Regions from separate parts of the Mus musculus genome. Here region 1 is linked to region 2. A link is a contact called in public HiChIP or PLAC-seq data. All regions are on one chromosome and are shown on one strand. The core of a region is the stretch at or near the end of the contact, and the rest is flanking DNA. Distances in the headings are between cores, read along the strand shown.

Evidence for each region. HiChIP or PLAC-seq counts read pairs in DNA pulled down with a chosen protein or histone mark.
Region 1: a contact with region 2 is called in an H3K4me3 HiChIP or PLAC-seq map of bone marrow-derived macrophages, with 7 times the contacts expected there. The contact joins two enhancer-like sites. A contact is called at or near these places in 1 of 39 promoter capture datasets (liver), 3 of 484 Hi-C or Micro-C datasets (the HL-1 cell line, the N1E-115 cell line and bone marrow-derived macrophages), 9 of 115 datasets of contacts at active chromatin or transcription factors (the HPC-7 cell line, bone marrow-derived macrophages, embryonic basal ganglia and 6 more) and 1 of 9 other capture datasets (embryonic stem cells).

The regions. Positions count from the first base shown.
Region 1 is chr17:83,274,983-83,277,682 of GRCm38.p6, reverse strand. No RefSeq gene overlaps it. Among named protein-coding and RNA genes, the nearest start is that of Gm24240, 6.4 kb to the right of the region's middle. Within about 2 kb of position 1,287, at least 392 of the 459 cell types and tissues checked have an H3K27ac peak or open chromatin away from gene starts, as enhancers often do. A contact at or near this core is called in the HPC-7 cell line, bone marrow-derived macrophages and microglia, where this site is marked.
Region 2 is chr17:83,080,474-83,083,176 of GRCm38.p6, reverse strand. No RefSeq gene overlaps it. Among named protein-coding and RNA genes, the nearest start is that of Gm19689, 3.6 kb to the right of the region's middle. Within about 2 kb of position 1,341, at least 20 of the 459 cell types and tissues checked have an H3K27ac peak or open chromatin away from gene starts, as enhancers often do. A contact at or near this core is called in the HPC-7 cell line, bone marrow-derived macrophages and microglia, where this site is marked.

The sequences.
Region 1 (2,700 bases), core at 38-2,537, 190 kb before region 2:
GGCTGGCGCTTGGCCATGGATGCAAGCTGGGATGGAAGCTAAGAAGTCTAAACTGAGGGCGGGCAGGGGAAACGCCAGACTGCAGCTCCTTTGTGCAAAGGGCTTGGTGGTTAGGCCTGGTGAAACCGGGGCTTTCCAGCTCCCGTGTCCCAGCAGCCGCGGCTGTGGGCGTGGTGAGGCAGGTGTGGGTGGCCAAGGATCTGTCTCAGTTTCCTCCCCGCCCTGGTGGCAGCTACTCAGAAGAGTTAAAGGCAAAACTGGCAAGAATTTTTCTTTGTAGTAGGAAAAGAGGGTCCCAGAGAGTTCACGGTGACAATCCTCTTTTCAGACACACAACTACCGGACTCCACGTTTGCAGACCTGTTATCGGCCGTGCGCACCTTCAATTTCCCCTAACCACCAACTACCTCCCTGGTTGCTCTCAGACAGCAATGACATCATTTGAACATATATAAATAACTGACCTCTCTGCCTTCCAAGCAGTGATTGTGGTTCGGAGCACAATGGTTAAAAGCAAGGAGGACTCCATTATCAGACTTTTTAAAGCTACAAAACAAACAAACAATCAACCCCCCACCCCTAAAACAAAACAACGAGAGCACAGGCTGGGCATAGTGGCTCACAGCTTGTCATTCCAGCACTAGGGGAACTGAAGCAGGAGGGTTGCCTACGAGTTCGAGGCCAACATGGGAAACTTTGGCAAACCGTGATAGATAGATAGATAGATAGATAGATAGATAGATAGATAGATAGATGATGCAAAGTGAGAACCCAGTCTAGACCAGGCCCAGCAGGAGTTAGCCACCTACAGGTCTCCGAGTAAAGCCCGCTCTGACTATTTCACTGACAAGCCGGGCTGGAAAGAGGCCAGCACAGGATCTTATGACTGGAAAGCAAAATAAAGAACAGCAGCAACGACCTAGAGAAACGAAAATACACTTGACACTCTGTCTCTGTCTTTCTTTTTCACATTTAACCTTGTCGCAACACAGATGAGTAGGCCGGGGTCACCGTTGCACAACAGTTTGGGAACTAGGTTAAGGAACTTGTAGTTTCAGACCCAGACGCATGACACTCGCGTGGGCGCTAATGTCCGCCCGGCTTTTCCACGCGGGCCGGGGACAGGTTCTGGCTGGCACAGCGGTACAGGTCTCAGGCTGCTGGAAAGGCCGGTTTCGTGGCCTGGGACGAGGGGGCGGCTGGCCGGGATCCGGAGCTGCACGGCGCGGCCAGGGCAGCTGGCAGTCAGCTGGTGCCGGGGCCGCGCTCGCTCACTCGGAGGGAGGCGAGCCGGCCGCATACCGCGGGGCGCAGAGGAAATAGCTGGGATTCCTCCCGCGGCGCCGCGCTCCCGTTCCCGCGGGGAGGATCGGGGGCGCGCGCCAGCGGTCCGCAGGCTCGTCCCCCGCACTGCCCGGGGAATCCTCCCCGAACCCCACCTTCAGCTCCCTAGCCACTCCCCGCCAGCGTGTGGGTGCTCAGAGGCACCGCGTGTTCTGGTCTTGCAGACTCTCCAGGCCAGCCAGGCCTCCTGCTTGTTGGTCTCTGACTGAGGACATGCGACAGCGCCCCTGGGAAGGCCAGCTAGCTGCACAATGGTCCCCACCCCTGCAGAGGATGTACCAGACCGGATGTGCTCTCTGTGACCCACCCCACTGATCTCGGAGCCTGCTCCAGGCAGTGGGCCCCTAGAGGTGCCAGCTTTAGCCTTTGGAAAGCTGTTGCCAGTGATGTGAACATTTCTGTCTAGGCTTCGAAACCGTCCTTGAGATAGGGATTTCCCACTTGGGGTGGCAGGAATGAGGCTAGCCCCTCAGGAACTGCTTGCTGCCAGGTGGTAAGGACGGGGTGATGGAGAAAGGAGGACCCTTACTCTAGTAAGGGCCTAGAGTGGGACCCTCTCTGACTGTATAGGCACAAGAAGGAAATGGAGACCCTTCTTTTTGGTTTTTTGTTTGTTTTGTTTTTTGAGACACGGTTTCTCTGTATAGCCCTCGCTGTCCTGGAACTAACTTTGTACACCAGGCTGGCCTTGAACTCAGAAATCCGCCTGCCTCTGCCTCCGGAGTGCTGAGATTAAAGGCGTGCGCCACCACGCCCGGCTGAAGAGTCAGGTGAGAAGGCTCCTCTCTTCTGAACAGAACCAACAGTTTGATCAGGTTAGGGATTAGGAGGTGGGAAGACAGAGGGCGGATCCTAAGTGGGGCCCACGTAACCTTTCCTAGGAGTTTGGCCCCTATTGCTTGGAACAGGGGTGGACGGATCTAGACTGTCTCTCTACTTTCCCTTGAGACGATTGCTTTGATTGATAATACATTTGGCCTGTTGAGATGGCCCACCCGGTAAAGGTGCTTGAGGCCAGGCCTGACGATCTGAGTTCAAACCCCAGGACCCACACGATGAAAATGGAGATCACACACAAAATGTTCAGCCAGGTCAATAGTCTTCTATTGTCTGTGGATTCTCCCCTGGGTCTTGCACTTTGTCCGTTTCCATGGCCTATATACGATCGGACTTTCACACTGGATTGTGAACAAAGGCTTTTCTCACACTGGATTGTGAACAAAAGCTTTTCCGTGTATCTTCCTAGTTAGATGTTAGCTTCACCACGCCAGGGCCCTGGTGAATCTCATATACCTTTGGGGACCTACCGTCTAGTAGTGTTTACCTTCCAGTATAAAGACTGCTTAAATGTTTGTT
Region 2 (2,703 bases), core at 92-2,591:
CAGTGTGTGTGTGTGTGTGTGTGTGTGTGTGTGTGTGTGTGTGTGTGGTAAATGTGTGTATGTATGTATGTATGTATGTATGTGTGTGTGTATGGTGTATGTGTATGCGTGTATGTGTGTGGTGTGTGTATGTGTGTATATGTGTGTGTGGTGAATGTGTGTATGTATGTATGTATTTATGTATGTGTGTACGGTATATATGCATGAGTGTGTGAGTGTGTGTGTGTGTATGTGTGTAAGTGTGTGGTGATTATGTGTATGTATGTGTATGTGTGTGCTGTATGTGCGTGAGTGTGTGTGAGTTTGTGTGTGTTACTATTAGGAAGGAAGAACAGAAGAAAGGAAGTTGTTCACTATCCCCTGCCCCATCTCCAGATCCCTCTCCAGTCACTCTCACCATGAGCTGTTCTCCACTATCATGGAACTCGATGTCATTCTTCCAGATCCCCTGGGTCCCTTCTTACCTCCCTCTGAAGGACGTTCGTTGCTCTCTCTTCCCATGTGGAAACCAGCTCACAGACATCTCCTCTGTGAAGCTATTCTTGACCCCTCTCCACAAACAGTATTTCCATTACACCCAAACCCACTGCCCTTCGAGCTATACGGGAGGAGCATCCTCAGACTGGAGTCCTGAGGTCCCGTCACACTGGCCTCCTTACATCTGGGTACACATCTGGGCTGGGCTGGAAGCAGTTTGCCATGTGTTGTGTTGGCTGAGTCCTCAGAGGTGTAAAAAGCCCTCTCATCCAAAACAAACATGCGTGCTGAGGAAACACCCTCCAAACAGAGGCTGCAGGGGGTGGGGGAGGTCTGCAAGGAGCTGGCCTCCCACAAAGCTCCAATTAGCCCCCAAATTATCTCCTGTGTCACGTGTGCAAGGATTTCTAACCAAAATTTGCTGGAAAATGGATTCTCAATGCTTCTGTCTATTTACCTAATACTTAACCCAAGGATAACAGCACACATACAAATTTAAAATAAAACACATGTTGGTTTTTTTTAAATAAAAATTTGAAACAGATGGTCTCTTTTAAGACAAATATTTATTCCCCTGACATTTTTTTCACTTACATGTTTATATTTTTAAATATAGGCTTTATGCAAAGACCTTAGCGATGTCACGATAATAAAATCCATGTTGTTCGTAATTGTCTATTTCCTAGAAGTGTAGGGCTGTGAGAAGCCTCCAGAAGCTGTCTCTGGCATCCCCCTCCTCCAGGCAGGCCAACGTGCAACCAGCTGAGACCAACTGGTGTTTATTCTGCTTATTTTGGAGCCTTTTGAGGAAGGAAGTTGTAAACTCTTTCTGACTCACAGACTCGCAGTTTCTCGTTGGATCCTGCACGGAGTGAAGAGCTGTTAGATAGGACAGAGTTCAGAGCCAAGTTGCTGATGGCATTTGCTTCCCTGGTGTCACCCTGGGTACACTCTCGACCACCCAGGCCAGGACTTGCAGTTCAGCTGCTCTGTCATTGTATCTTAGCTACTTGGAGTTCATGTGTCCACTTTTGATAGGCACAGCTATGATCTTGCCTGGGAAACTCCAGTTTTTCTCCTTCTAGGGTTAATGAGTAATAATCAAAAGGAAGAATCAGGGGTGTGAGCTGCTAAACAGGAAAATAGGGACATTTACCATTGTCAGGAGGTCCTTGAGAAATATCGAAAGCAAACTGACTCATCTGTGTTCTTGTAGCAGTTAGCTTTTGCTGTGTAACACATCATCTGAAAATGTACTGACTTAGGACTAGGGAGATGGCTCAGTAGGTAAGGGTGTCTGCTGCCAAGCCTTAAGACCAGAGTTCAATTCCCAGGACCCCCAGGTGGGAGGAGATTACTGACCCCTCCAAGTTGTCCTCTAACGTCTACATATATACCATAGTATGAAAATAGGTGTATATACAAACACAATAAAGAAGCAAGCAAATATACAAATTGTTTAAAAATGTATGGAGTTAAGGTAACAAGATACTGTTTCTTACTATTCTGTGGGTAAGGTAGGCAGATTGGAATGGTTTGGATGGCTAACACTCATGCCTGCTGATGGCTCTGTGTCAGCAGAGAATACTTGTCTATGTGCTTCTCATTATCCAGCGGGCTAGCCTGAGCTTGCTCATAGAGTGGTCGCTGCAAGTTATCCCATCAGCCAGACACCAAGTCATGGGGCCATCCCAGAGTCACAACAGACAGGTATGTCTCACGCATGAATCACGGGGCCATCTTTACAAGCTTTCCTCGCTGTTCCTCCGTCTAGTTACCTGATAACTAAATTGATATGAGATCACCAGCCTTAAGCCATTCCAAGTAGGAAGTGTGAAAACATAGGTCAGATTAAACCCCTCTGTGGCTTACATGTTTTCAAAGTTTGTGTCAAGCTTCTCATGAAACCTGAATTCCTCACGAGGGTTTATAGACTCACTGTGGTCTGGGCTCTGTCTCCTGTTCTACTTCGTAATTTCTTCTCATCCTCTTTTACCTACTAAAGCCAGTCCTAAGGGTTTTCTGTCTATTTTGTGTTTGAGACAGGGTGGCCTTGAACTCACTATATAGCTGAGGGTGATGTTGAATATCTGATCCTGTTTTTTAAGGTGGCACTGCGGATCTAACTTAGGGCTTTGTGAGTGCTCACCCACCTGAGCCCTGTCTTAAAGACAGCCTCAGTAAAGCATCTCACCTTTCATTTGGAACTCTATTGGAAGGCCACTC